Regions from separate parts of the Sus scrofa genome. Here region 2 is linked to region 1. The links are chromatin contacts, called in public promoter capture Hi-C maps. All regions are on one chromosome and are shown on one strand. Each heading gives the region's core, a stretch centred on a gene start, on an enhancer-like site or on the middle of the called end of the contact. The rest is flanking DNA. Distances are from core to core; before and after follow the strand shown.

Region 1 (3,003 bases), core at 299-2,798:
GGATTCTGTGTCTCCAGGGCTGGGAAAAAACTTGCTCCAGACCAACCCATGGCCAGTCTGGTACCTGGTCCTCCTGTCCACGCACCTCTGCAATTATCATCAGGGTGTTTGTCTTCTTCCTTCCCCCTAACAGGGCGGCAGCTGCGGTCTTCCCCCCACACCCTGAGTGCCAGGCGCTCAATTCATAGTTGCTGACCGACACCAAGGTAGGGCCGTCCAGGAAGCAGTCATTTCAGGGCTAGGCCTGGCACCATGCCTCTCAGCTCCAGTTTCCACATACAGCTGCCCCTGCTGGTCAGTCACCACCACAATTTGGGGTTAGGGGTTTGGTCCAGGAAGGGCAGACAACAATAACAATAACAAAACAATAACAACAATAGCTACATAGCCAAACAACATTCAGAGTTGTCCTGTCTCCTCAGCGTCTAGGCCAGCTATTCCACAAGCTTGGTGAAGTAGTGTTCTATTATCTTTTTTCCCCCCTTTTTGGCTGCTCCTGGGGGCCTATGGAAATCCTGGTCCAGATCCTTTAACCTACTGTGCCAGGCCTAGATGGAGCCTGAATCCTGGTGCTGCAGAGACCCTGCAGATCCTGTGGTGCCACAGTGGGAACTCCTCTATTATCATTCATATGCTCATTTTACAAATGACATTGGAGCTGTGAGATATTCCAACCTGCCTTAGCAAAGTCACACCAGCCTGCTCTTAAGGTGACAATTTAGAAGGACCTTGACTTGTGCATAGATTCAATTTCTTCATCTGTTAATAGAGAAATAATACCCCTTCTTAGGGTTGTTGGGAGGATGAAAAAATATATATTTACTTGCTCATTGCCTGTTTTCTATCCTACACTGCAAACTCCAGTGGGCAGGAACTTGGGCTCATTCGCTGCTATATTGTCAGAGTCTGGAACAAGGGCCCGACATAGTTGATGTTCAACATTTGTGTCCTAAATGGAAACGACAGGAGATAAGCCCAGGCCGGTCCTATCCTCAGGTCCTCCAGATTCTATTGGCCGAAGGCCACCTGGCAGAAGGCCACCTGGGCTAAAGCAACCTACTTCTTGCCTTGGGATGAGGCTGCGCACAAACCCCAGAAGTGCGAGAGCCAGAACTATGACCGTGGACTTGAAAGCCTCTCTCAGGCCTATGCCCTCAGGTTCTCCTTTACCTTTTCCATAGCAGGAAAAGCAATTTAGATGGCTTGGCTTCCGAGGTTCTACAGAGAAGGGCCACCTGCCCCAACTGCAGATTTCTGGAGAAGGGGAAGAAGCCCAGCAAGCGAGGCCGGCCTGGACTGCGGGAGAGGGAGCAGGTCCGGGCGGAGGAAAGCTGTACCAGCAGAGTGCACGGAAGGCGTGCGAGGAGGGCGGGGCGGGCTTCTTCCACAGCGTCAGTGCTCCGGTGCCCCCGCTTCGCTCCACCTTAAATTCCGGACCTCCTTAAGGGCGGTGTCGGAGCTGTGGGGGGCGGGGCTTAATATTCAAACGAGAGGCGTGGGTCGGTGGGCGGGGCGGGAGGGGCGCTGACCTGACGTCAGGCCGGCGGGCCAGGCAGTTGGCTCGGAGGCGGCGGAGCTGCAGGAACGGCGGCGCGAGTGGGGCTGCGCAGCAGGGCGCTGGGAGCGGCGGCGGCCGAGCCGGAGCAACATGGCGCCGGTGGGCGGGGGCGGGCTCCCGGGTGGCGGGCCGGCCCGAGGGCGCCTCCTCCTGGCCGCGCTGGTGCTGCTGGTGCTGCTGTGGGCGCGGGGGGCCTGCGGCCAGGGCGACCCCCAGCGGGGCGAGATCCTAGGCATGAGGTTGGCGAGCTGCAACAAATCGTGTGGGACGAACGAGGATGGCACCATCTACGTGTCCGAGGGCAGCACGGTAAACCTGAGGCTGTATGGCCAGAGACTGGGCTCCATCTCCAGCAACCTGATCTCTTTCACCGAGGTGGACAATGCCGACACCATCCGCAACTCCACCAACTGCCCCGAGCTCACCAAGGACCTGGTGGTCCAGCGGCTGGTCAACGTGAGCCGCGGGGACACGTCTGGGATGCTGGTGGTGCTCACTAAATTCCTCCGGAGGAGCGAGAACATGAAGTTGTATGCACTGTGCACCCGGGCCAGCGTGGACGGGCCTTGGCAGAGGTGGACAGACAAGGACTCGCTTCTCTTCTTGAAGGAGGAGACTGGGAGATTCCTGCCCTTTTGGCTGCACATCCTCCTCATTATGGTGCTGTTAGTGCTGTCGGGGATATTTTCTGGCCTCAACCTGGGGCTTATGGCCCTGGACCCCATGGAGCTGCGCATCGTGCAGAACTGTGGCACTCAGAAGGAGAGGCGCTATGCTCGCAAGATCGAGCCCATCCGTCGCAAGGGCAATTACTTGCTCTGCTCCCTGCTCCTGGGAAACGTGCTGGTCAACACCTCCCTCACCATCCTTCTAGACAACCTCATAGGGTCTGGGCTCATGGCGGTGGCCTCCTCCACCATTGGCATCGTCATCTTTGGGGAGATCGTGCCTCAGGCCCTGTGCTCCCGACACGGTTTGGCTGTGGGTGCCAACACTATCATTCTCACCAAATTCTTTATGCTACTCACTTTCCCCCTCAGTTTCCCCATCAGCAAACTCCTAGACTTTTTCCTGGGCCAGGAGATTGGTACCGTTTACAATCGGGAGAAGCTGATGGAGATGTTGAAGGTGACGGAGCCCTATAATGACCTCGTGAAAGAGGAGCTGAACATGATCCAGGGTGCCCTGGAACTCCGGACCAAAACCGTGGAGGACATCATGACCCAGCTCCAGGACTGCTTCATGATCCGCAGCGATGCCATCCTGGACTTCAACACCATGTCGGAGATTATGGAAAGCGGCTACACCCGCATCCCAGTGTTTGAAGACGAGCAGTCCAACATCGTAGATATTCTCTACGTCAAAGACTTGGCCTTCGTGGACCCGGATGACTGCACCCCTCTTAAGACCATCACCCGCTTCTACAACCACCCAGTGCACTTTGT
Region 2 (3,003 bases), core at 247-2,746, 100 kb before region 1:
TATTACCTAAGTGCAGTAGGCTGTTTGCCTTCCTTTGAATATCTTGCCTTCCTAACTCATTAGATGTCCTGAATGCAAGATGTCTACATACAGGCCTATCTGCTCGCTGCTTAACAGCAACGCCTGAATTTAACATCCAAGCCCCTCAGACAATCTCCCACAATAAAATCCTCTTTAATCCCCACCATCTGTTCCCTGTCCAATTAGGGCAATGGCAGCCCTTAAGAAAGAAGCCCAAACTCACATGGTACTTTCGTGCTGCCTCCGGGGAGTAACAAAGAGCATGCGGGTGGGGCGGGCACTACTGGCATCTGGGTGGGCACTCCAAGGCTTGGCATAGCTATGGTCCAGAAACACTAGGTCCAGCTCCCGCTCATGCACGAAAGCTGGAAGAGCAACGAGGTGCCCATGCGCCGCGCTGAGGTCTGGAAGTCCCTCTCCCCACCTCGGTGGGCCATGTCAGAAGAAGGGCAGCAGGTCAGAGAATGGCTATCTGCATGCTAGTCACCTGCAGTGAAAAGTTTCAGTTTTAGTCAATTCAGATGCTCTGAATCTCTTGCAGCCTATACTATCTAATGTGCTTACTTTTTTGACCTTCTATCATGTATAACTGAGGATCCATCAAATCACAGACCCTTGCCCATGTAGGGAGCGCTCCTAAGAGTCCTCAAAAGGCTATGGCACCATCTTCCTCTTCAATTTCTACAAAATTCGGTTCATTGGGAAGCTGAGGGACTCCAAGGTCTCACATGGACAAATACTAAATTTGCTTGGCCAGCATCAGTTTCCCCTGTGGCTGGCATGGGTTTGGGCAAACAAGAGGAATCAAAAATATTGATTCTTCCAAAGCTAAGGGTCTCCAGCTTCACACTATTCCCGGAAGCTTCACTGGGCCGCCTCCAGTCACAAAATAAGAGCATCCTGGGTAACAGCTGGGCAACGTGGGCTCCAAGGAGGCCCTCGAGGTCCCTTGTCTACGTTAAGCAAAAGTTTTGCAACTACTTCATAACGCTCTGGAGTTTTAAGACACAGACGAGAGCTCCTTCTCAAAGCCTGTAACAAAATGCTAAGCCAGGAAGACCCCCCCCCTCACCGTAGATGGGGTGGTCCCCCAGGAACGGCCCGCTACTCCAGGTACCCCGGGGGGTCCCACCCTTGAGCCTCAAAACCGCCACAGCTGGCAGGCAGGGCTTGTAATTCACACTTTACAGACGAAGGCGCCAGCTCAAGGAGACGGAGTGAATTGGCCAAGGTCACCGAGAGTTCGCGACGAGGAGGAGCCGCCAGGAACCCGCCTCCCGCCGGCCCGGGCCCAGCTCAGCTCCCGCGTCACGGCAACCCCAGTCCGCCCCCTGCCCCACACGGCCGTCTGACCCAGGCCGCCCGGGCCCCGGGCTCCAGCCCCCTGTCCCCGCATGACCGGAGAGTCCGGAGGTTCTCGCTGAGACCCCCGCCCGCCAGACCAGCGCCGCCACCGCCGGGGCCCGCCACCCCCTGCCAGGGCCGCGCCTCCCCTCACCCGCAGTCGTCGCGCCGCGCGCTCGGCCCGGGCCGGATCCCAGCGCGCGTGCGCGTTACCGCCTCCTCGCCCCGGAGCTCCGGGCACAGAGCGAAACGCGGAAGCGGATCACGGCCTGGGAAGGGAGGGGCGGTGAGCTGCAAAACCGGGAGAGGATGTAACTGCGCGGGAAGAGGAGCCCCGGGAACGCGTGCGGGTCTCTGCCGCTCACAGCGCGGAATTCCGAGTTTCGGCCTTCTGCATCTTCAGCAGGGAAAGCGAGGGCGAGAGAGGAGGCTGGCTTCTGCAGCGTCCGTTCTCAGTGACCGCCACGGTTGCTTTGCCAGGTCCCTAGCCAGGGCTGGGAGGGCGTGCAACCTACTTTCCGCTTCTCCCAGATCAGTCCCACCTAAGCGTGCAGTATTTACTTCAAATACTGTGCGCCTGAAACTAGCACAATGTTGTAAAGCAACTATACTTAAATGTAAAAAAAAGTTAGGAATTCCCTTGCGGCGAAGCGGGTTAAAGATCCGACGTTGTCACTGCAGCTGATCCGGTACTACTGTGGCGTGTGTTCCATCCCTGGCCAGGGGAACTTCTATGTGCCATGGGTGCGGCCAAAAAAAAAAAAAAAGAAGAAGAAGAAGAGATCACTTAAGCAACAACCACAATAAAAATAAGTGCGAAAATAAAAGAAGTGCTGTGTGCCTTAAACTGCTCTAAAAAATATATTAAACAATAGAATAAAAGAAAAATTTATCCAGGGCTTTGCGTAGATGTGTCCAGATCGCCCTAAGCAGTGCTGCTTAGACCTGGAGGTTTGGAATCTCAGCTCCTGCACCTAACTCCCTGCTTTTATGACCCCAGTGAGATCTCAGTGTACCCTCTTCATCTCTGAAAGTGCAAATACTTACTCACTGGGTGGCGGAGAGAATGATAAGAACAGAAATTTATAGAAAAAGATTTCCAGAGTGGGAATATGAGTGGAATCATGAAGATGAAGTCACCTAAGTTTGGGCTGAAAGGACCAGGCCACTGCAGAGAGATTGGAAAGGTTGCTAAGGACCTACAGAGAGAGAGTGAATGGACCAATTACAGCCCAACACCACTTTCTTTGGCCTACACGCTACTTTTTTAAAATTTTATTTCATCGCAAATATGTATTTAATTATTTACTGCAAATATTTAAATTTGGGAGATTTCATGCAAAAATCCAGATATACAGATCTCTTAAAAAATTGGAGACTGTGGCAGCACTGGACTCATGTTCCTGTGTGGCAGGTATACAGGCTGCATATATGCTCACTCTGACCAGCTTCTCTAGGCCTCCTTGGCCCCTGTGGCATTTGATTCATCACCCACCCCGTCTACACCATTGTGCGCAGTGCTGGGGCTAGGGGGTTAAATGCAGGTATCCCTACATGGAAAACATGATGGGGGACAAATCCAATCATTTAGAGTGCTTAGTGGATTGGTTCATTTTGGTTGCCCCATCAGGGCAGGAG

The links. Promoter capture Hi-C pulls out the DNA fragments that hold promoters and counts their contacts.
Region 2: a contact with region 1 is called in a promoter capture Hi-C map of fetal liver, with 4 times the contacts expected there. The contact joins the promoter of KANSL3 here to the promoter of CNNM4 in region 1. A contact is called at or near these places in 2 of 5 promoter capture datasets (fetal liver and liver), 8 of 47 Hi-C or Micro-C datasets (fetal heart ventricle, heart right ventricle, liver and 4 more) and 2 of 2 datasets of contacts at active chromatin or transcription factors (alveolar macrophages and skeletal muscle).

Annotation. Positions count from the first base shown.
Region 1 is chr3:56,857,005-56,860,007 of Sscrofa11.1, reverse strand. CNNM4 (metal transporter CNNM4) reads left to right here and starts at 1,548. Exons shown (of 7, transcript XM_021087272.1): 1 at 1,548-3,003. The coding sequence starts at 1,649.
Region 2 is chr3:56,957,676-56,960,678 of Sscrofa11.1, reverse strand. KANSL3 (KAT8 regulatory NSL complex subunit 3) reads right to left here and starts at 1,496. Exons shown (of 23, transcript XM_021087273.1): 1 at 1,154-1,496; 2 at 386-508; 3 at 245-383. The coding sequence starts at 458. It overlaps FER1L5 (fer-1-like protein 5), which reads left to right and starts at 1,099. Exons shown (of 55, transcript XM_021088398.1): 1 at 1,099-1,134; 2 at 1,379-1,651. The coding sequence starts at 1,099.